Regions from separate parts of the Mus musculus genome. Here region 1 is linked to region 2. A link is a contact called in public HiChIP or PLAC-seq data. All regions are on one chromosome and are shown on one strand. The core of a region is the stretch at or near the end of the contact, and the rest is flanking DNA. Distances in the headings are between cores, read along the strand shown. Region 1 holds the start of Prorp (protein only RNase P catalytic subunit). Region 2 overlaps Snx6 (sorting nexin 6).

Region 1 (5,787 bases), core at 856-3,355, 560 kb before region 2:
AGTTTCCAACGGAGGGATGAGATTATGACCTATCAATTCCTGATACAAATTCCAAGCTGTGTTCACATCTTGATGAAGGAGGGCTCCTTGTATACAGTCACCATAGTTCTTTTTGGAAGGGACCATGACTTTTTTAATGTCTTCTAACAGCAACAAGGACTCTCTCCATCTGTCTGAGTGGATCAATCCCCGGATGAGAAGGGTATAACCCCCAGATTCTAAACTCTTGTACTTGGCTTTCATGATTTCATAGACATCAATAACTTCTGACGTCTGCTTATGAAAGACACAGAGATATAAATACTTGACGAGTAGATTATAGCCCACGATGCCATTGTTCTTTGCTGCTACCCAAGCCAGGAGAGACTTGGCCACATCTACTGAACAACAGTTGCGTGCCATCTGTGAAATGATGAAGTCTTCAAAACTGGCCTTTCCTTTGAAATCTTCTTTAAGTTTATCCCACTCTGCGGAATTCAAAGGTTTAGTTGGAAGTTGGACAGAGCTTCTCACGGGCAAGGCATGACCTTGATTCTGAGGGTTAGCACCTATGTGGGACCTCTTCTTAGCTGCTCCAGCAGCGAAGTAATGAGGATCAGAAGAAACCTGCCCATTGTTGTCATTCCCTTTCCTGTGTGTCCTAGCTTTGGTATCCAGTAGATTGAGTGCTTTGCTATTTGGAGGGGTAGTAGGTTTAACAGAAAACCATCTTTGTTGGTTCCCGATGGCACAGAGAAAGAAGGGGGTAGAAGAGGTCGCAGGGCCTAGCTCAAAGTAAGGGTTGCTCTTCCAAAGTTTCGGGATGCTCCGAAAACCAGACAAATAGAAGGTCATGCTGCAGTGAGTTGAATGAAACTTAAAAATAAAACAGTTTCACTCCACTACGTAAAATTAAGGTATTGGGGGCCCGAGGATATGGAAGCGCAGTTCTTGAAAGTGAGACTTTTTTTGTTTCTCCGTTACAAACAAATCAAGACTATGTGTTTGGAGCGATGTAATGGTAAGGAAAGCACACGTGTTCTATTTATTAAATAAGGATCCAAAGACGTCCAACACCAGTAGCAATCCCTAAACCAGAAGGCGGAACGGGAATCCTGAAGTGCCTGTTACCTTCCAATTTTCGAATCTGAGGAAAAAGCACATGGACTCCCAGTTTGACTCGTGTGGATTATGATGGTCCCGAAGAGGGGCGGGATACCAAAGGAGCTAGAACAGGGAAATAAATAACAACGAACAGGAACCACCAATCGCAGCCCCAGCAGTAGCAAGAAAAGCCAGTCTAGGGTCCCTTGCTCTTCACAACTCTCTCCGGGCCGCAAAACTCTTCGGAGAAGAGGGGCCATGGAAATGCAGCATAAACATCATAGGGAAGGAAGTGAGGTCCAGAAAGAGCTCAGACTTAACTGTACGGAGGGTCGACAAACGAAGTTCACTTCATTAAACAACTCACCACGCCACTCATGCTTAAAGGAACCATAAACGCGGTGAAAACTACAATACCCACAACGCACCGCGCTGAACGTGGTGCTGGGGCCTGGAGCGCTTGAATTCCAGGGTTCTGTTGAGTACTGAGAAGATAAACAAACCAGGATAATTTTGAAACTTTTAGTATCCGAGAGGGCTGGATACCGCTGCGTCTATTACATCGTAGGAACGGTTAAGGTTTCCAGAGAAAGAACAAAATGTGACGAAAATGCTTTTCTCAATTCGGAAATGGCAATGGAGTCCCGTAACCTGTGGCGCGCACGCGCTAAATGCCCAAGCGAAGAAGTCACGCAGGCTTCTTCTGGCCTTTAGAAATCCGGCTTGGTGAGCTGCGACACCTCCGTAAGAAGGATAATTTTTTCATCTACTTCATGTCTGATTTTCGTCCATGCTAGCGTGATCGCCGTATCCGGAATAGCTACAGCATCTTTCCTTTCCTTTTTTCTTTTTTTCCTTTGTAGCCAAGGCTTCCGCCCGTGCCCAAGATGGCGTCCAGGCGTCCTAATTAACTTCCACCTGTCTTGGCGAAGTCTGACGTCGCGGCTGGCAGTGGGTGGAGCTCTTAACAAACTGCAAATGTAGGGTCCTCTGAGCGGGAGTCAACCATGGACTGGAAAGACGTGCTTCGCCGGCGGTTAGCGTCGCCCAACACGGATCCAAAGAGTGAGTTTGAGAGGGACCGCCCTCTAGATAGCCCGCCCCAGGCTAGAAGTGGCGGACAGGGTGGATAGGGTGGAGGAGCTAGTGAGAGCTGTACTTTTGTCTGTTAAACTTCTCTGACAAAGGAGTCAGAGTGGAATGTGCTTTGGAGATCTACCAAGGGGTGACCCAAACTTCCCTGGTAAATGCCCTGCTAGGAATGAGAGCATAACGGTGACCTCAGTTTTCCACGATCTTAGACTTACGAACCAGACTTACGAACCTTGGTTCAAACCTTCAATCTTTTCAAGACCTATAATTCATCCTTATAGGTTTTTTTCCTTCCCTAGAAATAGCGTTTTATCATCTAGCCGAGGCTAGACTTGACTTATTGACCCTTTTTGTTCCTGCCTCCCGAGTCCCTGCCACCTTTTAACTCTCTTTCACTTAACCCTCCATTTTAAATTTCATGAATCCGTTTTACATTGCTCGTTCCTTGGTCCTTCACACTTGCTTTCCAGTCTGGTAAAATCCTTCCAGCTCCACACCAGCACCCAGGCAGCTGCGATTGGCTAAAGAAAAACAGAACCTGGTTGTAGGCATGGCTCAGCCATTAAAGGCTAGACTCAAACAAAGAAGAACACCCAAACCATGGTGAGTTCTAAGGTGAAGTGTCTGTTTTGGTGGCATCTGCAAGAAGAGCGTTTGCTTTTCTACACTTAATTCCGCTCATCTTCCCAAACCTCCAGTCTGCCCTCCACTGTTCACCTTAAATCGATGAGCATATTTTTCAAATATATATATCTTAAAGAGGAAGTAGAGGCAGTTTATAAAGGAGAGCCTCAACTGTTTCCAGTTACCATTTCACTCAGGTCTTAGGTATATATCCTTACAACCAACCTTCACCTTTAGAATGTATTGTCACCAGGTAGTGGTGGCACGTGGCTTTAACCCCAGCTCTTGAGAGGCAGAGGCAGGTGGATCTCTGAGTTGGAGACCAGTGTGGTCTACAGGGAGTTTCAGAACAGCCAGGGCTACACAGAGAAACCCTGTCTCTATTAAGAACTGTGTATTGGACTTGAGTCCCTGAAGTCCCTCACTGGATTGCATTCCTTTTCATATACTCGATGGCTTCTCTTCTGTGTTCTCCTCTCTCTTACATTGTTTACTTTGCCTTTTCTCCTCCATCATTTCCATTGCCACTAACAAACATGTAACAGCCTGCATGTATGCGCGTGTACCATTTTTGAGTGTTGCCTGTCGAATGTAAATGAGGTCAGGGCTTACCTAGGGTTGAGGGGAAGCCTTTATTGTAGATATGAGGGAGAGTTCAGACTAGAAAGGTCCAGACTGAATCTGACCAGCAGTATAGACGGGCATAGAGGGGAGCGGTGGGGAGAGCATGGAAGGGGGTGGGGGTGGACCAAGAGAGCACATGGGAACCAAGAGCTGAGTCAAGGGAGTGAGTAGCCAACATGCCTGAGTTCTGTAGGGTCAGAAGCTGAAGGAAGGGAAGCTGAGCCCACTGGAGAGTGGTTTAGGGTAGGAGCTGGGGTGAGAAGAGCTGGGAGAAGCTATAGGTATTAGGTAATGCTGGGCTCCTGCTTCTGCCCTGATATGTTAGTAGGCACCTCAGCTCTTTGTCCCAGGTTTCTTTGAGACCTGACACCTGCAAAGGCCAGAGAAGGTATTGGAGCTCCTGGAGCAGGAGTTACACGTGGTTATGAGCTGCCATGTGGGTGCTGGGAAGCAAACTGGAGCCTCCTACATAAATAAGAGAAGCAAGTGCTCTTAACCTACTGAGTCAACTCTCCGGTCCCCCCGCCAAAGTTTGCTACATTTCTCTTCACCTTTAATAGGAATACCTCAACTAGACCATGAATGTATAGCAAATTACCTAGATTGTATGGTTAATATTAATAGCTTCTTCTTACGGCTACTGCCATCAATGTAGTAGATCCTATGTGCTAATTATTTTACGCATACCCAAGGATATATTCTTAAGGATAGCCCTTTACCTGTATTATCAGATTTTCTTAATTATTATCATGAGCATATAAAAAGCTGGTATTTTCCCAGTTGAGAAACCTTTTTAGGCCAGGTACATACCTGTAATCCCATTACTCCAGAGGCAGAAGCCGGAAGATCAGCAAGTTAGGCTAGTCTGTAAAATTGTGAGTTCCAAGCCAGGGCTACTGATCTCACCTTGTCTCCAAAAGAGTAAAGGCAAACCCAAGACAAACAACAGCAGCTCCCTGTGTGGTCCCCTTCCCCTAGCTCTGCCTTACTGTTTTTTCCCTGATGACTCTGAGGCTACAACTGTGCTTGTCTCTCATTCTTGCTTGTGAAGAATCATCAGTGGCCTCTAGACAGATAATTCATTGGTCCTTTTCAATTCCCATCTTATTTGCAAAATTTTGCAGTTTGCTCAAGTAGTACCAAGCCATATTAAAGAACCTGTGGCTCGGTCCAAGGTTAAAGGTTAATGTGACAGGGACAACGGAAATGCTGTGACAGGTGAAGGGCTGAGGAATCCCTGGAGTCCTCTTCTGAAGAAAATAATACAGAAAAAATAGTGTTGAAAAACTAGATTATAGAATTGAAGAGCCCAGTGAGGCTGAAGCGAAGCTACAGTCCCTCGGTTCTAAGTTATCAGAGTGTGTGAGAGCGTATACTTCAGAAAAAACCTGCAGAAAAGACCTGTGATCCTGCTACATAGACATGCTAGCTCTCATCCGTGATCCCAGCACTTGGCTGACTGAGACAAGAGGCCATTTGAGCGACAGAATGAGATTCTGTTTAAAAAAAAAATAGGCTTGGGAATCTGGAGGTGTGGCTCAGTGTTAGAGTGCCTGCGTAGCGTGCACACTGCCCAGGACGTGAACCTCAGTAAATATTATCTCCATAAATATTTTCCTAAATAAAGAAAAATGGCTCAATGAGAAAGTTACCTGTCAGCAGCTGGCAGGGGGTGATGATAGAGGACCATAGCAGGGCAGAGAGCGAGAGACAACAGAGCACTGAGTTTCGCGTTTCAGTCAGTTTCCTTGTTTTTCTTAATGAGGAACTGTGGTCTTGAGGGCTGAGGCTTTTATGAGTCAGGAGCTGTGCCTGTTGCTTCCTCCTCTAGCTACAGTGTCCAGTCCAGGATTGTGCAGTAAGTGCCCAGGTGTCTGTGGTGTCGCAGTACTGAGAATTGAACCCAGGGCTCAGTATGGTAGGTGCTCCGGTGTTCTCTTTATTGTTTCTTTCCAGGGCTTTGTATATGCTAGGTAAGCACTGTACCACTGAGCGTCCTCCGGGTCCCGGCAGTGTGAATTGAAACACTTGGAAGGTCTTTAAGAGAGACAGTGGTGAGCATCACTGATGAGTACAAGTTTGGGAGCACACAGGCTCTCACTGTACTTGTGTACGGTATACAGTTTAGCGTTGGTGTGTGGGAGGCCGTTAGTATGTTCCGTGTCTAAGCACTGTTTTGAAGGCCTTTCTGCCACCGCAGGTATGTTAACTGGACTGTAACGTATAGGCTGCCCTAAGTAAAAATAATTCTTGATATATGTGCTTTTCTCGTCTTACTTTTCTGCTGTTGTTACTAGGGAAAAAAAGCGAACAAGAATTAAAAGATGAAGAAATGGATTTATTTACCAAATACTACTCAGAGTG
Region 2 (5,905 bases), core at 1,945-4,444:
TGCTTTATAGAACAGGCTGACTTTGAACTCACAGAGATCTACCTGTCTCTACCTCCAGAGCAATGGGATTAAAGATGTGCCACCGCCACTCAGCAAGATAATTTTTTAAAATTATTTTTATTTCATTGCCTGCGTGTATGTCTGTGAGGGTGTTGGATCCCCTGGAACTGGAGTTACAGACAGTTGTGAACTGCCATACTGGGAATTAAACCCAGGCTCTCTGGAAAAACAGGCAGTGCTTTTTAACCATTGAGCATCCATCTCTCCAGCCCCACATCCTTATGTTTTAAAACCCATCAGTGTGTGATGGAGAAAGAGCTCATTAGGCTAAGAGCTAAGTTTTTGTAGAGGGGATGGAGATGGGTTTCACCCCCAGCACCCACATGTGGTTTGTAACTCCAGTTCTAGGGAATAACAGGTCCTCTACAGGAACCAGGCATGCATGGAGTGTACATACATGCATACATACATGCATACATACAGGCATATATACATACATACATGCATGCATACAAAAGCTCATATACATAAAATAAATCTGAGATTTTTGTTTAATCCATGAATGGTTCTTGCTCGAAACTGCTATTATGCTGGCTTCGGGATGTTGATTTTCATTTTTCTTCTCTGTGATGCCGATCAAATCCAGGACTTTGCATATGCTAGGCAAGTATTCTACCACTGAGCTACACCCCATCTTCAAATGTTGATTCTCTTTCTCTTTTTAAGACTAAAATCTTCTAAAACTTACTCTGTAAATTCAGGCTCAGTTTAAACTCATGGCAATATTTCTGTCCTGAGTTCTAGGATTACCAGAATGTGCTAGAGTCTCAGAGTCAGTCAGTGTCTCCCTCCCTCCCTCCCTCCCTCCCTCCCTCCCTCCCTCCCTCCCTCCCTACTGATCCAGAGGCAGCAAGGCAGACCTCTCAGCACCATGTCTGCCTCCAAGCTGCCCTGCTTCCCACCATGATGATAATGGGCTGCATAGCTGACCCTGTGCACCAACCCCAACTTACCTGTTGTCCTCTACAGGAGCTCCCGCGGTCACCGTGTTTCTTCACAAGAAGTAGAAACTCTAGCTGACGCCATCTGGGATGCAGATGCCCCACTAGACTTCGCTTTTTGCGTGGGGTTCAGGGGCTCAGCTTAGGTCACCGGGCTTGTGAAGCAAATGCCTTTACCTGTTTGTCTTCTATGCCTCCCATTCACTGTACCTCAGGTTTAAAATGGCAGGGTCTTCTTATGTAGTCTAGCATGGTCTCAAACTGACAGTCTCCTGCCTCAGGCCCCCAGGAGCTAGGGTTACTGCCCGCAATGGAAAGTTCTTCCTTTTAGCACAGTGTTGTGTCTTAGTCACTGTTCTAAATCTGTGAAGAGATACCATAACCGCGGCAACTCATTTTTTTTTTCTTTTTTTTTTTTTTTTTTTGATTTTTGAGACAGGATTTTTCTGTGTAGGCTAGGTTGGCCTGGAACTCACAGAGATCCACCAGCCTCTGCCTCTGCCTCCTGAGGGCTGAAATTAAAGGCATCACCACCATCCAACTCAAAGAACCTGTTATAAAAGAAAGCATTTAAACGGGGACTGGCTTATAATTTCAGAGGGTGGTCCTTTATTATCATGGTAGGGAGCATGGAAGCATGCAGGAAGTAGCTAGAACAGTCTGAGACCTTCAATCCTGATCCACCAGCAAAGAAAGCCTGGGTCTGGCTTGGGTATTTGAAACCCCAAAGCCCACCCCACCCCCCAACCGCCTCCTTGACACAGTTCCTCTAACAAGCCACACCTCCTAATGCCACTCCTAAGTATTTAACTATGAGCCTATGGGGCCATCCTTACTCAAACCACCACAGTGGTTGTGGGGAGTTTAAACCAGATCTCTCTGTAGTCTTAGCTATACTAGAACTTCCATAGATCCATCTACCTGTCTCTATGTCCCAAGTGCTGGGATTAAAGATATGTCTCACTGCCAGGCGGAGGCAGAGACAGGCCGATTTCTGAGTTCGGGGCCAGCCTGGTCTACAGAGTGAGTTCCAGGACAGCCAGGGCTACACAGAGAAATCCTGTCTCAAAAAACCAGGAAAAAAAAATGTGTCTCACCAGATCCCACTTTTTTTTTCACCAGAAGAGGGCGTCAGATCTCATTACAGATGGTTGTGAGCCACCATGTGGTTGCTGAGATTTGAACTCACGACCTTCGGAAGAGCAGTCAGTGCTCTTAACCGCTGAGCTATCTCTCCAGCCTGGGTTGTTTTTTTGTTTTTTGTTTTTTAATTTTAGTTTAATACTATTACACAATCAAAAATCAAATTCACTAGTTAACCTTGGACTCAAAAGTCTTATTTTACAGCTGGGCGTTGATGGCACATGCCTTTAATCCCAGCACTTGGGAGGCAGAGGCAGGCGGATTTCTGAGTTCGAGGCCAGCCTGGCCTACAGAGTGAGTTCCAGGACAGCCAGGGCTATACAGAGAAACCCTGTATCGAAAAAAACAAAAACAAAAAAACAGCCTTTGTGGCTCACATCTGTCATCCCAGCACTCTGGAGCCTGAGATAGGGGAATCATGAGTGCAAGGCCAGCCTGGTATATACCATAAAAGCTTTGTCTCAGATGTGAAATAAAATATATTTTTTACAAATGAATTTTTTTAAGTAGAACAATCTAAACCATTCTCATCTAGGTAGAAACTTATTTACTTAACAGGTTGGTACTTTGTTTTTAAACTGTTATAGAGATGTTTCCAGAATTGTGACATTAGAGTACAATTTTTCTTTTATGCTTGCTTTCTTGCTTGCTTGTGTGTGGCTCCTGACAAACATGCAGGCAAAACACCCAAATACATCAAATAGTAATAAAAACAATATTTACAAACAACTCTTTGAAGCTGTTAGGACTGGCATACCTGGTGACTGCCTGTTTCCTCCTCACCAGGGCAACCTTCAGCTCCTTCAGAACTGCCTTGCGGTTTTAAATGGAGACACATAGGCTTCACTCTGCCTTCTGTCAAAAAGGGCTGCCTTCAAATCCAGTTTGTTTTCCTGACGACCTCCCTCCGGCATCTAAGCTCACTGGGAACAACAGAGACAGCGGGCACAGTGCATCAGCTCTTCTTCTGAGAGACAGTGGAGCAGCAGGGCTCACCGGCTGCAGGGCAGCGGCCTGCCACCTCGCACTCCACCTTCCAAGAAGCCCAAAGTTCTACCCTCTCTTTTCTTTGAGAAGCCTGTCTTACTGTGTTTATTTCCTATGTGGCGGTTCTGTGGCTGCAGGCCTTATTTACCTAAGAATCGCTTGTCCTGTTTTAACATTCTCAAAGTACTCTCTGTTCACACAAGATAAAGGTTGCCTTTCTGAATATTTTTTAAGCATCCTGTTCCCTTAGTTCTTTCATGTATCTGTGTAAAGCGTCTTAACGAGACTTACTTTGAATTAATGAACGTAGAAGTTTCGGGTCAGACTTTATGTAAGCTTTATAAGTATGATCTCTGAAGAAAAGCAGATGCGTTAGTATGTTTGCCTTAAACTTGTGGACTAAACCAATATTGTAAACGCCCAGAGACAGCAGTGGCGTTTTGACTCCATGCTCCTTGTATGGCTCTGGAATTCAGGGTAGCGATAATAAATCTACTCCGGCATTATGCTTTACAGTGAAGGTCTTTTCTTTATCTTTTTTTTTTCTTTCTTTCCTCCCTCCCCCACCCCCCGGCCCCCTTTGTTTGAAATGGCCAAACCAGGTTCACTGAATGCTTTACCTCACGTAGAGTGACCTTCTGGGTGCACTGATTCAAAATGCAGGAGTATCATGGTTCCCTAGATCCCCGTCTACAATTCCCTGGATTCCCTGCCTATCTCAGCAGATAACCGGGAGACATTCGTCAGCCGAGCCATTTGGTGGCTACCATGGCTGTCTAGTGAGTGGTGTAGAGGAAAAGCTATCTGCTAGGAGGAGGGAGGGGGTGGTCCCCAGGACGAAAGGTGGGGTGCAGACAGATGAAGAGTCCCTGGGTCTGTGTCACCCACGCCTGGTCTTTCTGACTGGCCCAGACTGCTTCCTGTGCCCCCAGTGTAAACTGGACTTGGATGATGGACTTCTCATATATTTCTTACTCCTCTCCTATTTGGAAACCACAGGGAGTTCGGCTGGTCACCCTGGAACGAGTTCCTAGTTTGTTTACATTTCTACAAACCACCCTGATGATTCTGGGTCAGGGTCTACCCAAGACCCAGACCCAGCCTCCTCCCTCTGCTGGTTAGTGTGCTTGCTCTCTTGACATGTTTGCCGGTGCCGTTCCAACGTTGGTTTTTCTGTTATCGGCCCAGACATTTTTTGTCCTTTGTGTGCGTGACCCTAATTGGTAGAAATACACCCACTCGTGTCCCAGTGGGTGAGTGCAGGACCAAGGGCCCTTGCTTCTGGATTCCCTCCCACCCTCACCAGCTGCTCTTGAAGCCTCAATCCGGTATGGGCAAGAGCCTCTTCTGGCTTCTCCATTCTCTGCTATAAAGGACATGTTGACCTACCTCACAGGGATGTTGTGAGGACTAATAAATGTTGGTGCCGTGCTTCAGAAATGTGAAGGTGTGTAATAGCCGAGAAATGGAAGAGGGACAAAGGATACAGCAGTTCTCTTACCCGTAGGTTATTTTGTTTTTAAAAAGGTGGTCGCTTTAGGAGCAGAAAGGAGTGAGTATTCTGAAAATTTTTATTACATTTTTTGCTTATTTTTTATTTACTCTGTATGAGCTCTTTTGCCTGCCCATCTGTCTGTCTGCTCCAAGTGCAGTTGCTGGAGGCCAGAAAGTGGGGAGGTGGGGTAGAGGAGAACATAGGGTCCCCAGAACCAGAGCTTCAGTGTAGTGGATGCTGGGAAACCAACCAAGGGTCCTAGGGAAGAGCAGCCGGTGTGCTCAGTCACCGAAACCGCTCTCCAACCCGATTCTATTTTCAGATGAGTGTATGTAGTGTGTGAGGGCAGGGACCTGAGCTGAGGTCAGAGGAGGGCTTCTGGGAGTCAAATCTCTCCTTCCACCACATGGATGTGACTCCAGCTGTAAGCTGTGGGGCAAGTGTGTTTACCACCCCTAAGGCCACTTGGCTGGCCCGGGATTCATTGTTAGCATGCGTCCCGGGGTCCGGGGTAGTAGGTAGCAGCTGCATATACTAGCTAAAGGCCTTGGGTAGGCCACAGAACTAGCAGATAGTGTGCAGGGCTTTCTCACCAACACCTGGAGAAATAACATGTGTGGATGAGCCTTCTGCCACGTTCCTGTGACCCCAGGACTGCTGCTGTGTGTCTAAGGCCAGGCAAGCCCCGGAGGTGAACACCTGCCTCTGAAACCAAGGGAGAACAGGTGTGGTACATGCCTGTAACCCCAGCTGTGGCAGGAGAGCTCTGAGTCTCAATGCCAGCCTAGTCTACATAGGAAGTTCCAGGCCAGCCAGGGCCTAATAGATGTTACACCCCACCCCCTCCCCAGAAGGGTTTGGAGCAGCAAGCCGGGTGGCTCACTGGGTAAAGTTCCCTGCTGTCAAGCCCGAGAACCTTGGTTTGATCCCCAGAGCCCTGGGGTGGGGGGAGAACCAGGCCCCAGAAGTTAGCCCTTGACCTGGACACTCTTGCTATATAGCATGCTCACATGCACAGGATTAGGTGTAGTTAATGGGACCCAAAGCAAGTATGTACAAACATCGCTCTGTCTGAGGCATACAGAGGAGAGCTTTATGCCAGTGGAATGGGTCATTGACTGCTCTCTGCTACTTCCCTGTACACACACCACCCACTCTGGATTCACTCCGTTGAGGCGTCCATGTGTTTGCCTATCATCCTGGCAGTCTCGGGAGAGGTGGCACTAGCAGATGACAGAAGCATGCAGGGTTCCAAGCCCAGAGGCTGCTTTTACCTACC

Evidence for each region. HiChIP or PLAC-seq counts read pairs in DNA pulled down with a chosen protein or histone mark.
Region 1: an H3K27ac HiChIP or PLAC-seq map of extraembryonic endoderm stem cells shows a contact between it and region 2, with 3 times the contacts expected there. The contact joins the promoter of Prorp here to the enhancer-like site in region 2. A contact is called at or near these places in 6 of 39 promoter capture datasets (the C10 cell line, hippocampal neurons, liver and 2 more), 1 of 484 Hi-C or Micro-C datasets (liver), 5 of 115 datasets of contacts at active chromatin or transcription factors (astrocytes, embryonic stem cells, extraembryonic endoderm stem cells and 2 more) and 2 of 9 other capture datasets (embryonic stem cells and liver).

What each region holds. Positions count from the first base shown.
Region 1 is chr12:55,298,955-55,304,741 of GRCm38.p6, reverse strand. It overlaps Prorp (protein only RNase P catalytic subunit), which reads right to left and starts at 2,105. Exons shown (of 7, transcript NM_025373.1): 1 at 1-2,105. The coding sequence starts at 834. Ppp2r3c (protein phosphatase 2, regulatory subunit B'', gamma) reads left to right here and starts at 1,742. Exons shown (of 14, transcript NM_021529.4): 1 at 1,742-1,827; 2 at 1,947-2,148; 3 at 5,721-5,787. The coding sequence starts at 2,091.
Region 2 is chr12:54,744,085-54,749,989 of GRCm38.p6, reverse strand. Snx6 (sorting nexin 6) reads left to right here. Exons shown (of 14, transcript NM_026998.3): 14 at 2,931-3,633. The coding sequence ends at 2,984. Among named protein-coding and RNA genes, the nearest start is that of Gm22317, 8.4 kb to the right of the region's middle. Within about 2 kb of position 3,194, at least 5 of the 459 cell types and tissues checked have an H3K27ac peak or open chromatin away from gene starts, as enhancers often do. A contact at or near this core is called in extraembryonic endoderm stem cells, where this site is marked.